Linked DNA regions of Zea mays: regions 1 and 2 are each linked to region 3. A link is a contact called in public Hi-C data. All regions are on one chromosome and are shown on one strand. Each heading gives the region's core, a stretch centred on a gene start, on an enhancer-like site or on the middle of the called end of the contact. The rest is flanking DNA. Distances are from core to core; before and after follow the strand shown. Region 1 holds the start of LOC100191880 (PX domain containing protein). Region 2 holds the start of LOC103651052 (probable methyltransferase PMT23). Region 3 holds the start of LOC100282094 (L-ascorbate oxidase).

Evidence for each region. Hi-C and Micro-C count contacts between places; a contact is called where the count stands out from the background.
Region 1: a contact with region 3 is called in a Hi-C map of tassel, with 4 times the contacts expected there. The contact joins the promoter of LOC100191880 here to the promoter of LOC100282094 in region 3. A contact is called at or near these places in 2 of 25 Hi-C or Micro-C datasets (ear and tassel).
Region 2: a contact with region 3 is called in a Hi-C map of bundle sheath, with 1.9 times the contacts expected there. The contact joins the promoter of LOC103651052 here to the promoter of LOC100282094 in region 3. A contact is called at or near these places in 2 of 25 Hi-C or Micro-C datasets (bundle sheath and leaf).

The regions. Positions count from the first base shown.
Region 1 is chr3:188,946,184-188,950,703 of Zm-B73-REFERENCE-NAM-5.0, reverse strand. It overlaps LOC100191880 (PX domain containing protein), which reads right to left and starts at 1,998. Exons shown (of 5, transcript NM_001137304.1): 1 at 948-1,998; 2 at 472-681; 3 at 120-380. The coding sequence starts at 1,844.
Region 2 is chr3:188,600,461-188,605,295 of Zm-B73-REFERENCE-NAM-5.0, reverse strand. It overlaps LOC103651052 (probable methyltransferase PMT23), which reads left to right and starts at 1,968. Exons shown (of 9, transcript XR_004857323.1): 1 at 1,968-3,063; 2 at 3,637-3,786; 3 at 4,052-4,322; 4 at 4,470-4,580.
Region 3 is chr3:188,760,179-188,764,996 of Zm-B73-REFERENCE-NAM-5.0, reverse strand. It overlaps LOC100282094 (L-ascorbate oxidase), which reads left to right and starts at 3,191. Exons shown (of 5, transcript NM_001155007.2): 1 at 3,191-3,386; 2 at 3,556-3,707; 3 at 3,850-4,094; 4 at 4,179-4,307; 5 at 4,402-4,818. The coding sequence starts at 3,282.

The DNA of each region.
Region 1 (4,520 bases), core at 749-3,248, 190 kb before region 3:
TGCGCCTTCCAAAATAGAGAATAATGTGTGTGGGTCTGTTTTGAGTAATAACAACATTGCAGTTTAAATTGTCGCACATAATGTACACCTTCTTTGATTCAGAAGTTTGGATGAATTACCTTGATAAGTTCCAATTCTTTAAGTGCACGTGTTTTTGCATCTTCCGTGGCTCTTACTGTTTCTTTCAATTCTTCTATCTTTTGATACCTTGATCTCTCCTGATCCATTCCTCTCGCTGATACAGATTCAAGTTTTCCTGCCCGGGTATGCAAGAAATATAGATCTGCTGACAAATTTTGCACACGAAGCAAAGCATTGGAACGATCAGTAAAAGCATTATGAACAGAAGCCATTGTCTCCATGTACTCATGGATAATACCCTGCAAAAGCATACAACATATCAAAATAAAAGGGAAAACAATAATCCTAAAAGCATATGTCCAAGCAAATATTCTTTTACTCCCCACTTACCAGATGTTTTACAATTTCAGTGTTTAGTTTTGTCTGTGATCTGCTAACTCTAATAACAGCACTGGCAAAATTACTGATGTCAGCAGCTCGTCTTTTCTGAGAACTACACGCAGCCTGCTCCTTTTCAAACATAGCCAGTTTGATGAATGACATTCCCAAGAGACCTGTCGTTGATCTTAGATCGTCAAAAGCTTTAACAAATGCCTCTGCCTACAAATGATGCCATGGTAGTAGATTAGCTAGTTTACTCCACTAGTACACAGTACAGAAAACTTATGATGCATAAAATGTATCTTTCTGCAAGTAGCAAATGCAAGTGTATGGGCTGCTCCAAACAAGCACTAAGAAGTCAGAAGTCAATCACCTTATTTATTTATTTATCCTGTTTTTCTGCCTTTAGAACAACAATGATACCAATGAAAACAAGATACAGAGTCTCCAGCATGGAAACTAAATATTCGCAAATATGCGGTTACCTGCTGAGATGCTGTCACCAGATGTTTCTCCAAGTCCTCAAGCTTGGCCTTGTGCACAAGGTACTTTGTGTCAATCTCCTCCTCCACTAGAGGCGGCCTTACCGCCACCCACCCATTCGTCACTGTCTGCTTCAGGCCCTTGAACACCCCAAAAAAGTCTCTCCCACTCTTGGTAGGCGTCACTGGAGCGGAAGCAGCCATGGACGTAGCAGCACTCATCGCAGGGCTCCACCTGGGAGACTCACCGTCGGAAGTGGGGATGCCGCTGGGCTCGGTGAGGAAGGCGTGGAGAATGGGGTTGCGGCCGACGACGGGGTGCGCGGCGAGGCGGCGGAGGTAGCGCTGGAGGGTGACGCACCGCTGGTTCACGAAGTCGTGCCGCTGCATGACCTGGCCCTCGACGATGCTCTTGTCGGGCCGCGCCGGTACAAAGAGGCCGCGGTGGGTCTCCGCGAGGCGGTCGGCGAGCGCCACGACGTCACGGAATCGCCGACGCACGCGGAACTCGCCTCCGTCGGGCACCTGAGTGGCGATGAGGTAGGAGACGTAGCTGGCCGAGCCGGGAATGACGCCCACGGCTCCGGTCGCGGGCTCCGCGTGCTTCCTAGGCTCGGAGACAGTGATCTCAGCGAACCACGGTGACGCCTCGCGGGACTTCGTCGCGGCCGTAGCGGCATGGGGAGCCAGCGGAGGCGTGAAGTCATCCACCACGTCCTCATCCTCCTCGTCCAGAAACGCGCCATGGTTCTCACCGGCGGTGGGAGAGAAGGTGGACGAGGGGGGAGGTGGGCGGAGCAGCGGGTCCGTCGTAGCCGCGAGAGTGGAGGAGGAGTCCAGGGGTAGTGTTTCGACGTCCTCGACGAGATTCCCCGGGGACAAGGGCTCGGTGGCCATCATGGCCACCGTCGGCGGTTAGGGTTGGGGCGAGAATGAGATCTGGCGGGGAATCCCGCGGCGGAGTCAAGTGACTCAAGTCCGGTTGGAAGGTGGGCGCCGTGATTCGCCGCGCGTACGCATAAGCAAAAGCGAAGGCAAAACCATTTCGTGCTATACACTCAATGGCAGGTGGGCCAGGTCATCTCTTTCGTTTCACTTCGCATTTCGCGACGGCGTCCCACTCGAACACTAGAGACTACTACTACAAGGAAATTTTTTTTAAAACTTTTTGAAAACTATTTCTAATGCTAGTTTGGAAACCTATTTTCTAAGTAATTTTTATTTTTTAAAAATAAAGTAGTTCATTTTTCTTAAAATAGAAATTTCTTGGAAAAATAAAGTTCTCAAACTAGCCCTAGCAGGTTTTTTTAAATTTAAACCATCTCAGTTATACCGTACCAATCAGTCTAATATGACCTTGGTGCTTGTCGTGACTCGAGTGCACTAGCTATCACCTAGGGGTGTTTCGGACTGCTATGCTCTAGAAAATTTTAACTCCACTACATACATCAGTTGTCAAACACTCCTAACTCAAATCAGCTCCGTTTCTGGAAAAAGAGTGAAGTTTACCTTAACTCCACCAATTTAGCGGAGCAGCAAAAGAGATGCTCTACAAATTTATGATTTTGTGAAGTTGGTATACAATTACCTGCCATACCAGTGATTACACGACTTAACGATTTGTTATGTTCTATTTTATCCACGTGCAGGTGGTTTCTTATTCGTACCACGTCACGTCTCGTGGACCATCGAGGCGTTTTCGGCCTCCGCTTCGGAGTTGTCGCCTGACGCGGGATTTGCCATGATTCAGGCAAGTGCTTCGTAGCGGCTCTCGCGGGACGTCTCGCAGACCGCTGAGGCGCTTTCGGCGTCTGCTTCGTAGTTGTCGCCTTGCGTGGGGTTTGCCATGATTCAGGCAAGTGCTTCGTAGCGGCTCTATCATCGCGTCTCGCAGATCGCCGTGGCGCTTTTTGCCTCCGCTTCGTAGCTATCGTCTGGCATGGGGTTTTGCCATAATTAAGGCAAGTGCTTCGTAGCGGCTCTCGTGGTTGTGGGTGAGTTCAAGTGGATGTCATATGTTAACAGCAATATGTCGTGTTTGAAGGTGATGATATCGCCACTGACACAGAGCTTAGTGTATATTAGTACCATTATATAGATTTTTGAATATACATATATATATATATACTAGGTATGTGCTTGTGCGTTGCCACAGAAATTAAAAATTTATATAAAACATAAATATAGAACAACAAACGTCACTATGGTATATATAATTTGTGTGCCAGAATATCACCATATCACTAATATTATATATACCCTCCATGGACAACAAAGTAAAAAAGAATCAATTGTGTGAATGTGACAATTTTTTCCTCTTCCCTACCTTGGTCTATCCAAACGATGTCCACCATTGTAGGGATGTCAAACTATCATTATGATTATATGTTATGTTCTGGTCTATGTTGTAGAATAACATCAATATAGGATGGCACATGCATTTCCTCATACTGCTTGCAGAAATATACATTCCTTAACCAGTTAGTCTCCATAAAAATTATTTTTTGTGTAAGACCTGATAGACTAGCCGTCATAGATAGCCACAAGAAGCCACCAAATAGTCTAACACTCCTAAAAAATTGCATTAAATAAAAGGCATACTATTGATTTTAGTTGTATATATAAACAAAGTTATTGAAAAATTGTATGTTGATTGACAATTTTCAGGCTTGACATTCTCTTAAATTAGGTACATATATTGATTCTAGTTTCGGGATGGCACTGGAGACCTGGGAAGGCATGCAACTGATCCATAGGAAGGCATCTTGGCTACTGTCGGTACCCTGGTTCAGGGGTACCCCTTACTACGGTATGAAGGCATGATGCCTGTGCGGCTATCCCTAGCCACGCGGAGAACAGCCCCAAAGGTATCTCGTGAGCGGTTAAGGTGGCGTTGTTTGAGACACCATCATCAGGCCCAGACCTCCTCAAGAAGGCGCAGGACCCCTATGCGCACAAAGCCGGACCCACGAAGTAAAGCAGACTGGAGCCATTGGGTGGAGTTTGGACCCACCAAGTAAGCTCCGGACCACCCATAACAAGGTCCCGGGGGAGGAAGTGTCGTGGCCTAGGCATGGGTCCGGTGCTGACACGTGTCCGGGCCCTATCCGGTACGCCTCCGCTCCTCGCTCGGTCGAGGGCCCGATACTACCACATGGCTTATTGCCTATGACGTAGGCCAGCGGGCGGAGCATGACGTAAGGACTCTGGGCCGCGCAATGTGCCGCCTACCCACCCTGCTGACAGGTGATGTGCCCCTTCGGCATTTAATGCGTCATGTCCACTCCGCTAACAGACGGCGCCCAGGCCATGCAGCAGGCGGCGTGCCCGTCTAATCCGAACAGTATGTCCGTCCTGTAGGATACGCAGATATGCTATGTCCACGAGCACTTGTGCATTACTAGGGAAGCTTCCCCAGCACACCAAGACTACGCGGATCACGGGTGTCAGAGCGCGGGAAGATTGCTCCAGCAGACAACTATTGCTGCCCCAAGTCTTACATCCATCATGCTCCTGGGCCCACATGTCGGGGCTCAGCACTCTTGTACATGCCCCCCTTGAGCTATAAAAGGGGAG
Region 2 (4,835 bases), core at 719-3,218, 160 kb after region 3:
GCGACTTAGTTCACGATCTCCTAAAATGGAAGTCCCAACCCACAGCGGAGACAAAGGCGAACCCTATGAATAGATGCTTACCCGAGATGGAGGCACATAATCTCTCAACGATGGAGGCGGCCGCACCCAAATCAATGGCAGAACCTCGACTTTGGTAAGGAATTGTGCCCACCGTGGGCCAAATCCGCGCGAGCTGAGGAAGAACACGGTGCCCCCGCCTCGTGGTGGTTATCCCGTGCCATCCAACCGGCACCGAACGGAGGTGTGAGGGCAGGTCGACGGTAGACGCACAGTCGATGGCGCGACTGGGGTTAGCTTCAGGTGGCCAGGGTGATTCTCTCAGCCGCAACGAACCCCGGAGTAGGGCTGGACAAAATACTCGTGGCTCGTGAGCTCGCTCGACTCGTGGTCAGCTCGGCTCGGCTCGACTCGGCTCATTTCAATTTTATCACGAGCTGAGCTAACATCTCAGCTCGGTTCGTTAACGAGCCAGCTCGACACGAGCTCGAGCCAGCTCGTTAGCTCGAATGAGCTAGCATTTATCTGTAAAACAAAGCATATACTTATATTGGATGAATTAATAAGTGACGAACTATGTTTGTTTAGGGTTTAAATGATGTGATATATAAAATTATGAGTATTGTTAGTCTTTTCTAGTGTTAAATTAGTATAAAATTAACTAGCAATTGATTATATTGTTGTATATATACATGTATACTATTTTTTGTTGTGGCTCGCGAGCTAAACGAGCCAGCTCGAGCTCGCAAACGAGCCGAGCCGAGCTGGTTCTCTGGCTCGGTTCCTTAACGAGTCGAGCCGAGCCAGCTCGTTTTCTTAACGAGCCAGCTCGAGCTCGGTCGAGCCGAGCCGAGCTGGCTCGATATCCACCCCTACCCCGGAGACTAGGAGCGAACGAGGTGGGGAGGGCCTTATACCCCGCGGCTAGACCTAATCTTCTCCTGGTGCCGCGGATCCGACCAAGAATCACGGCAGCCATACCTGCGGAGTCCGTGCTTTGCGGCATGGTGAAGACGACGTACCGGCCGCGATACCCCACCCAGCGGTGAGGGTGACCTGGGCGCACGCGATAGCAGAGCCTGACCAGTGGGCCACCAGCCAAAGACCGTGTGCACGCGAGGGAGCAGCCAACGGGACCACTAGTCGGCGAGAGACTAGAGTTGGCAGTGGGCTGGACGTGTGGGACCTGGCTGCGCGAGCTGAGGGAACGTGGGCTAGCGGGGTGAATCCGAAGATGGGCTGAATGGAGGGACTAGAGGCCCACTCGACTGAAAACTGCTTTCTCTTTTTTTTTATTATTCTTTTATTCCTTTCCAAATTCAAAACTTCAACTCTAAAAGAAATTATTTTTGTGGCAAATTTGTAATTTGGTTAGATATTAAATTTGAACTTGCCAATATAAAATTTTATTAATAAGTTTTATTTTGTGATTTATATAGTATTTCTCTCCTTCTATTCTATTTATTCAAAGTAGGTATTAAATCCTCAATTTGAATGTTGATTTATTTGTCACCAAATGCACACACTCCATAAATCCCAGCATGATGTATATTTTTTTAAGTGTCATTGGTTTTAATTACTCATTCTTATTTATAGTTATTCTCTTGTTATAATGATAAGATGGCACACGAAATAATGAGATCAACTATATTATCATTTTATACATTTTGGGTATTACAAGATGTTACATATAAAGTGTAATCTTTATGAAAAGACAAATAGAGAGTCAAACAGATAGAAAAGAAATAAAGAGTCTCTTGAAGATGCTCTATTTTAAAAACATGTTAGGGTTATTTAATCCTTCCGTTCTTTTTTAATTATCGTGGTTTAGTTAAAAGCAAACTAGCGAATGATAAATATTTGAGAACGCTGGTAGTAGATGATTTTTAATAGTTTAAAAGTAGAATAAGTGGTTTTATAGGTGAGCATGTGAAACACTAATAGTTGAGGGAGCCAAGTAGACCTTTTATTCTATACATTTGTTTATTTATATTTTCTTTAAAAACTAACAATTTTTTTAACTCGTCTACAAACGAAAATGAGACTCTTTTTTTATGGGGCCGAGGGGGTACTATACTCAAAACAAATCTTCCCAACGCCGGACCCGCAAGGCTGCAACTGCGGCATGCAGATCCGCAGAGCACACACGGGCACCGGGCGCACCAGTGCACCACCGCATACGGCCGTGCGCTTCCTTTCCTTCCCCCGCCGCCGCAGATCTTCCCCGCAGTCCCGGTTCCCGTTCACCACCTCCGAACCAGAGGAGGAATGGCCATCTACTCCTTCCTTTCTGTTCGCAAGCGCCCAGTTGTTGTCGTCGCCGCCGTCACCCTCTTCATTGTCGTATCCTCTCTCTTCCTCCTCTTCAGCCCCGCACCGACAGCGCTCCCGTTTTTCTCCTCCTCCTCTTCCCACCTCTCCTCTCAAGCTTCAATTGCTGCCGTCTCCTCTAACGCATTTCCACCTGAGACCCCAACCTCTGTTGTCTCCAACTGGGTCAGCAGCAACACTTCTGCTGATCGCGTCTCTGCTGACGCATCTCCGCCCGTAGTCGGAACCGCCATCGCGTCTGATGCGGTCAGCAACAGCACGGCTGACCCGCCTAGGCCAGATACCACCGCCGCTGCTGGCGACGCGAAGGCTGATGTGTCCCAACCAGATCACGGCATGCCCCCTGCCGCCACTGAAGCGAGTGGATCGGCAGGCAACGGTGAGACAGCCGCGGGAGTCTCGAGCGAGAGGGATGAGGAGGGGCAAGGCGGCGGCGGCGCCGTGGAGGAGCTACCATCGTGGGAGCTGTGCAAGGTGGGGAAGGGGGTGGCGGCCGCGGACTACATCCCCTGCCTCGACAACGTGAAGGCGGTCAAGGCACTCAAGTCGCTGCGGCACATGGAGCACCGGGAGAGGCACTGCCCGACAGATCCGAGGCCGAGGTGCCTCGTGCCGCTGCCCGAGAGGTACCGGCGTCCGGTGCCGTGGCCACGCAGCCGTGACATGGTGAGGACGCCTGCTTTGCTTGCTTCGTCGAGAAAGATTTTTTCACTGGTACTTGTTTATTCCCCAATGGATGAGTTGTGGTTACTGGTTATAGTAATTTAATATGCTAATCTGCGCTCCTATGCTCTGATTAGGATGCACTGTAATCTGCCAGCGACTTGATTGTCAGATCCAAATACCCGATTGAGCACACAGTTTTAACATTCTCGAAACTGAATAGTATACACATGCCTCAAAAGGGTAGTAGAGCTCTTTTATAGATCTTGGATGTCATCTATTGAGCTGTAGTGCTGTACATAAAGCGCGCTGCCAGGTTGGGAATTTCATGCTTCCATTGGTTAGCGGTAACATATAATGATGCAGATCCCTAAAAAAACATGCACTGATTCAAACTTTTTTTGTCATTCCCATGAATGACCCTGTGGAACATGGCCATGCTGTATGAAAATTCAATGCATGGATATTGAGTATCCCTTTTCTTTAAATGCAGACTTATCACATATCTATAATGCTCAAATTTGGAATGTACCTAGTTTATGCTTTATAGTTACTTTGTTCAACATTCAGTAAAGTATACAATTGCTGACTACCTCGTAATATTACATTCCACTCTAATTTCAGATTTGGTATAATAATGTTCCTCATCCAAAGTTAGTGGAATACAAGAAGGACCAGAACTGGGTCAGGAAGTCTGGTAACTATTTTGTTTTCCCTGGAGGTGGGACTCAATTCAAAAATGGCGTGGCTTCATACATTAAATTCATTGAACAGGTAGCTATTACTTATGCTCTTTATGTAATTCCAGCTATGTCCGAGCATATATGCTTGCATGTCATCCTGCTTTCTCATAGAAGTTCAGTATATTACTGATATTTTTGTAGTATCTTCATTGAAGTCCCATTATGTCAAAAGAAAAGGCATACTTGCATCCTTGGATGTGATCACAAATTGGAAAAGTTACTCAAACACGACAAATATAATGTTCCCCCTTGTCTTTGTCGTAATAACTCATGACTTGCGGCTATTGTTTTTATAGATTTTACCAAACATTCAATGGGGAATCCATACAAGAACTGTCCTTGATGTTGGATGTGGTGTGGCCAGCTTTGGTGGATATTTGCTTGATAGGAATGTCATTACCATGTCTGTTGCACCCAAAGATGAGCATGAAGCTCAGATACAGTTTGCACTGGAGCGTGGGATTCCAGCATTTTTGGCAGTGATTGGAACACAAAAGCTTCCTTTCCCTGATAATTCATTTGATGTCATCCACTGTGCAAGGTGTAGGGTCCACTGGTATGCTGATGGCAAGTATTTTGGAACACTTATATTCTCATGTAGTTCTTCTCTTTATTTTATTCAACACAACATTGTCTACTTATTTTGTACACTGTTTTAATGTGATGTGTGAGATACCATACAATTTGTAACGCTACTCTATTTGTGGCATGCAGGTGGAAAACCATTGTTGGAGCTCAATAGAGTACTCAGGCCTGGAGGGTATTACATTTGGTCTGCAACACCTGTCTATCGCAAAAACCCAAGAGATATAGATGATTGGAATGGTTTGTGACCACTATCTTTTGCCTCATATGGTTTTCATCAATAAGAACCTCCAGCATATCATTAGTATCTCAATCAAATTATGCACCTTAGGAATTTGTAGTTATGCACCCTAGTATCTCATCAATAAGAGCTAATACGGGTGGAATGTTTTTCATCCACACGCATTAGCTTCATACATTGAAGATTTTTAAGTGAATTTCTTGCTTCAATCCATATCAATGTCAATGTGTATTATAGCATAACAGTTAAGAACA
Region 3 (4,818 bases), core at 1,942-4,441:
GATTAGTATTGCTAGATAGATTGCTTATTTTTAGTTAGGTTAGATTAGTATTGTTAGTTATACCAATGAAATCATCTAGGACTCTAGTGGTTTTAGTGATTAATAGCGAGATAAAATTATTATGGTTAACATGTGTTTTGTAGAGATAATTAACGTAAGGTCATAATGATGGTAATTGTTTAGGAAATCGTTGGTTTTCATGTCCCTAAGTATATGGTATTCATTTTGATTTTCAAATGATGGACGATAGGGTTAAGGATGAACTAGTTCTAAGTGTCAATTGAAGTTGAGGGACACTTAGAGTATTTTAGGACTTTAACTTTTTCTTTCAACATACTATACAAGAGGATATTAACTAGTAGCTTGAACTAGGTAAGACCCAAATAAGTTTGGATCAAGACACATTTACATTTTTTCGAAAGTTGGATATGTTACAAGGGTTTTTGAGTTGTTCTTGTGTGATCTTGTACTCATGCTCTTGACTTTGCTTCTCGTGTGTGTGTTGATGCATTGTGCTTTTGTGTGTATATTCTTTCTCCCTCCCTACTATAAGTGTTGATTGAGATCATTGTATAAGGATGTGAGAGACTCCAAATCTATGTAGATTCCTCACAAACGGGATTGTAATATAAGGAAAAACTGTGGTACTGAAGTTTGATCTTTGGATCACTTAAGAGGGGTTGAGTGTAACCCTCATCCATTAGGAAGCCACAACATGGAGTAGGCAAACATATTACGCTTGACCGAACCACAGTATAAAAATCATCGTGTCACTTGTGTCATTGACTTTTTTGCTATTTTTCTATCTTCATAGTTTCTTTATTCTCACTTGTGATATTGATCTAAGTCTAATTTATACCTTGACAGAGCAATCAAGTGAAAGGAACCGCTCTCTCTTTCTATCCTCTCAAACTTGGTTTAATTTGCACTAACTCTAACTTTTAGACCAAGTTTATGTGTTTTAAGTCATATTTTTTTACCTTTAACTAAACACATATATAATGCTAACACTTACGATATATTATTAGGATTATAAGATGAATCGTCGAATGCATTTTTCTTATAATAAAAGTGTCTAAAAATATTTGGTAAAATCATTTATAAACCTAGTTAAATTAAGAAAGTTTGACCAGCATGTTCACTTATTGTAAGAGCTAGGTAGGAGTACCGCGTAGCTGCACTGCAGGCCGGCAGCATACTTTAAGCGAAAGGTGCCATCTGCATTCCGGACTTCCGAAGTCCACAGTAGGTATCCCTAAAGTGCGTTTGCCTTTGCAGGAAACGAAAGCATGAGCGGATCCAACCTTGACCAAATGAAAAGTCGCATGCATGCGCCCTGGACATGGTCGTGGCACCACTGCAACCTCCAAACCAGCTCTTTGCGGCAGAAAAGAAAAATCGAAGCGCATGGGTCGTAGAGCTCAGGGCAATCACCAAATGGCAGGCAACTCCAGAGACGAAAATGATCGAGCGGACGGATGCCCAACCCACCTGAACGCAAATTTCTGATCAGAGCGATAGGAACTTGGCGTAGGGATGATGGGATCGTGGTGGTTGGTCCCTGCCGATGTGTTGTTCCCACCTGCCGTTCCTAACCGGCGGCTCACTGCACTGGACAGGCCTTCTGAAAGGCCCGGCCGGATTCGCCAGGTTGCCAGCCTACCGTACCGCCACGCCGAAACGCGCGCAGACCTCTGCACTCCGCACAGCTGGGGTCCGAAGAGCGATGCTTTTTTCTCATGTTGTTCAGAGTTTCAGCGTTCGCCTCCAATTGTCAACTTGCTGGGGCACAAAAGCTAGCACCATCTCTGCTCTGACGTTTGATTTTCTTGTAAATAAATTCAGTCCAAGCGCATTTCAGAGCCGATCTCAACTTTCAAAGAAACTGCCTTCCTCTGATTTGTTTTTTTATGGATGGATGGTACATGCAAACGGTTCGTTTTCATGACTACTGATCGATCTGTTGCAAGCATGAAGCATAACTCTAGCTTAATTCCAGGCTTCACCATTTCACAGTTCTCCGAGAATTAAAAGGTTTCGCTGTTTTCTAAAACAAAAAGAGAGAGAAAATAAAAATGAAAGCCGGAAACGTGGCACCTAGAATTGGACTGAGCGATCGGATCCGGTGCCATCATCGTCTGTGTCAAAAGATTGTTTCCGAAGATTTGTTGGAACAAATATTTGACACTCGCTGCATTATAGGTTACCAAATCCACCTCCTCCCTCGCATCAAAAAGTCAGTACAAAATGACTTCAACGCATTAGCTAGGTTTATTATTATGCTTGCCAACGATTCGTCATAGGCAGGGGAAGGGGAAAAAAGAGCTAGCACGCGGTACGTACGTACGTACGTCTAAAACGTCATGGATTTGACGCTCTAATCATTGGGTTCGGAAGCCCGAGTTCCTTTGCCCGCAAGTTTCAGCAAGCCGCAGAAATATGTTACGCCGTATGTAGGCAGCATATGATAGCGGCAGAATAACTAACTAATCGACCGGCCAGAGGAAGCGAAGGAGACGATGGGCAGATGGGCAACAAACACTCCGGCCCTCGTGACCTCTCTTCTCTACTACGGCCTGAAAGCCAAGATGCGTAGCAGGATGCGCAAGTGCAAATTAATCCCTATCCCAGCGTTAGACTTAGAACGCCGCGCGCAGTGAGTAGACCATATACACACATGGTTGCAATGCAAATAATGCTGGTGCTTTCGCTGTTTTACACAGACCGCCGAAATGCTCTTGTGGTTGTCAGAAAGAGATCTGAAACTCGACGCAAAATATAATGAAAATAACCGAACGACGTGACAGCGTACGTAAGCAGAGTGTAAAAACCCAGGCGTTGTTGTCTGGTTGCAGAGAAGCGTGTAGGGGAGGGAACTGCCCCGTTCTGTGAAAATCGCGGCTCCAAAGTGGGCAGGCCAGTGGGTGCACCAAACCACCTGCACAGTTTGAATGATCCGATACCACGCGCTGCGCGATGACATGATCGATCGGTCAGCTCGGAGCCGCACGCAGCAGTCACTCGCACGAACCGCAGCAGCCTCCAGCTGGTAATATTTCCCCCATGCTGGAATTCAAAAGGCTCCAAACCTAATCGACCAACCACACCCCCCCCGCCCGCGGCGGGAACGGCACGAGGCAAAGCCAACGCTAGCTATATATTCCGTGCGCGCCCCGTGGCGAAGCCTCTCATCGCAAACTCGGAAACCTTGAGAGGAAAGCCACCAGCAGCAAGCGAAGACCACCAGCAGCAGCGCAGCGGCGACGTGTTTCGCTCTCGCCATGGCGTCGTCGTCCTCGTCCCGGCTGCTGCTCCTCCTCCTCCCGTGCCTCGCGCTCACGCTGCTCGGCGCGGCAGACGCCGAAGTGCACCACCACGAGTTCGTTGTACGTGCGGCGCACGCGGCGTGAATAATACGTACATGCATGGTAGACGTGTTTTTTTCCAGCGCGCGGCTGGAAATAACGATTCTTTTTCTTTGCCTGATCGGTCGGTGTGTGCTGTGCTGTGTTTGTTTGCTCTGGGGGTTTGCGCATGGTGCTGCTCATCGTCAAGATCCAAGAGACGCCGGTGAAGAGGCTGTGCAAGACGCACAACATCATCACGGTGAACGGGCAGTACCCGGGGCCGACGCTGGAGGTCAGGGAGGGTGACACGCTCGTCATCAACGTCGTCAACCGGGCGCAGTACAACGCCACCATCCACTGGTACGTACGTCGTTGAAGCTCGTTTTTCTCAACCGTGAGTGACATGACATGACATGACATCGATCGTCTGGTCTGTCTATACTCTCTCCCGTTCATGGCCGGCTGTCTCGATCAATGCGCGCTGCATGCATGGCGTGTGCAGGCACGGCATCCGCCAGATAAGGACTGGGTGGGCGGACGGGCCGGAGTTCGTGACGCAGTGCCCCATCAGGCCCGGCGGCAGCTACAAGTACCGGTTCACCATCCAGGGGCAGGAGGGCACGCTGTGGTGGCACGCGCACAGCTCCTGGCTCAGGGCCACCGTCTACGGCGCGCTCATCATCCGCCCCAGGGAGAACAAGACCTACCCATTCGCCAAGCCCTCGCGAGAAGTCCCCGTCATCCTCGGTCTGCACCCTGCTCATCCTGGCCCGTTAATTTGTTGTTTCATTCACGTCTCTAATAATCTAACGGACGGTGATCGATGGGCAGGTGAGTGGTGGGATGCGAACCCGATCGACGTCATCCGGGAGGCGCAGAGGACCGGCGGCGGTCCCAACGTCTCCGACGCGTTCACCATCAACGGCCAGCCCGGCGACCTGTACAAATGCTCCAACAAAGGTAGCTAGCTCATCTCGCATACGATGCCGCCCATGCAAAATAAACCTGAACGAAACAGAGCATGCTCACGATCGCCCGTCGGCATGCACTGCAGAGACTACGGCCATCCCGGTGAAGGCCGGCGAGACGGCGCTGCTGCGGTTCATCAACGCCGCGCTCAACCACGAGCTGTTCGTCACCATCGCGCAGCACAAGATGACGGTCGTCGCCACCGACGCGTCCTACACCAAGCCCTTCACCACCTCGGTGCTCATGCTCGCGCCGGGCCAGACCACCGACGTCCTCGTCACCATGGACCAGCCGCCCACCCGCTACTACGTCGCCGCGCGCGCCTACGTCTCCGGCCAGAACGTGGCCTTCGACAACACCACCACCACGGCCGTCCTCGAGTACGACTGCGGCTGCGCCTCCGACTTCGGCCCCAAGATACAGCCGGCGTTCCCGGCGGCGCTACCGGCCTTCAACGACACGTCCGCCGCCACCGCCTTCGCCGCCGGGATCAGGAGCCCCG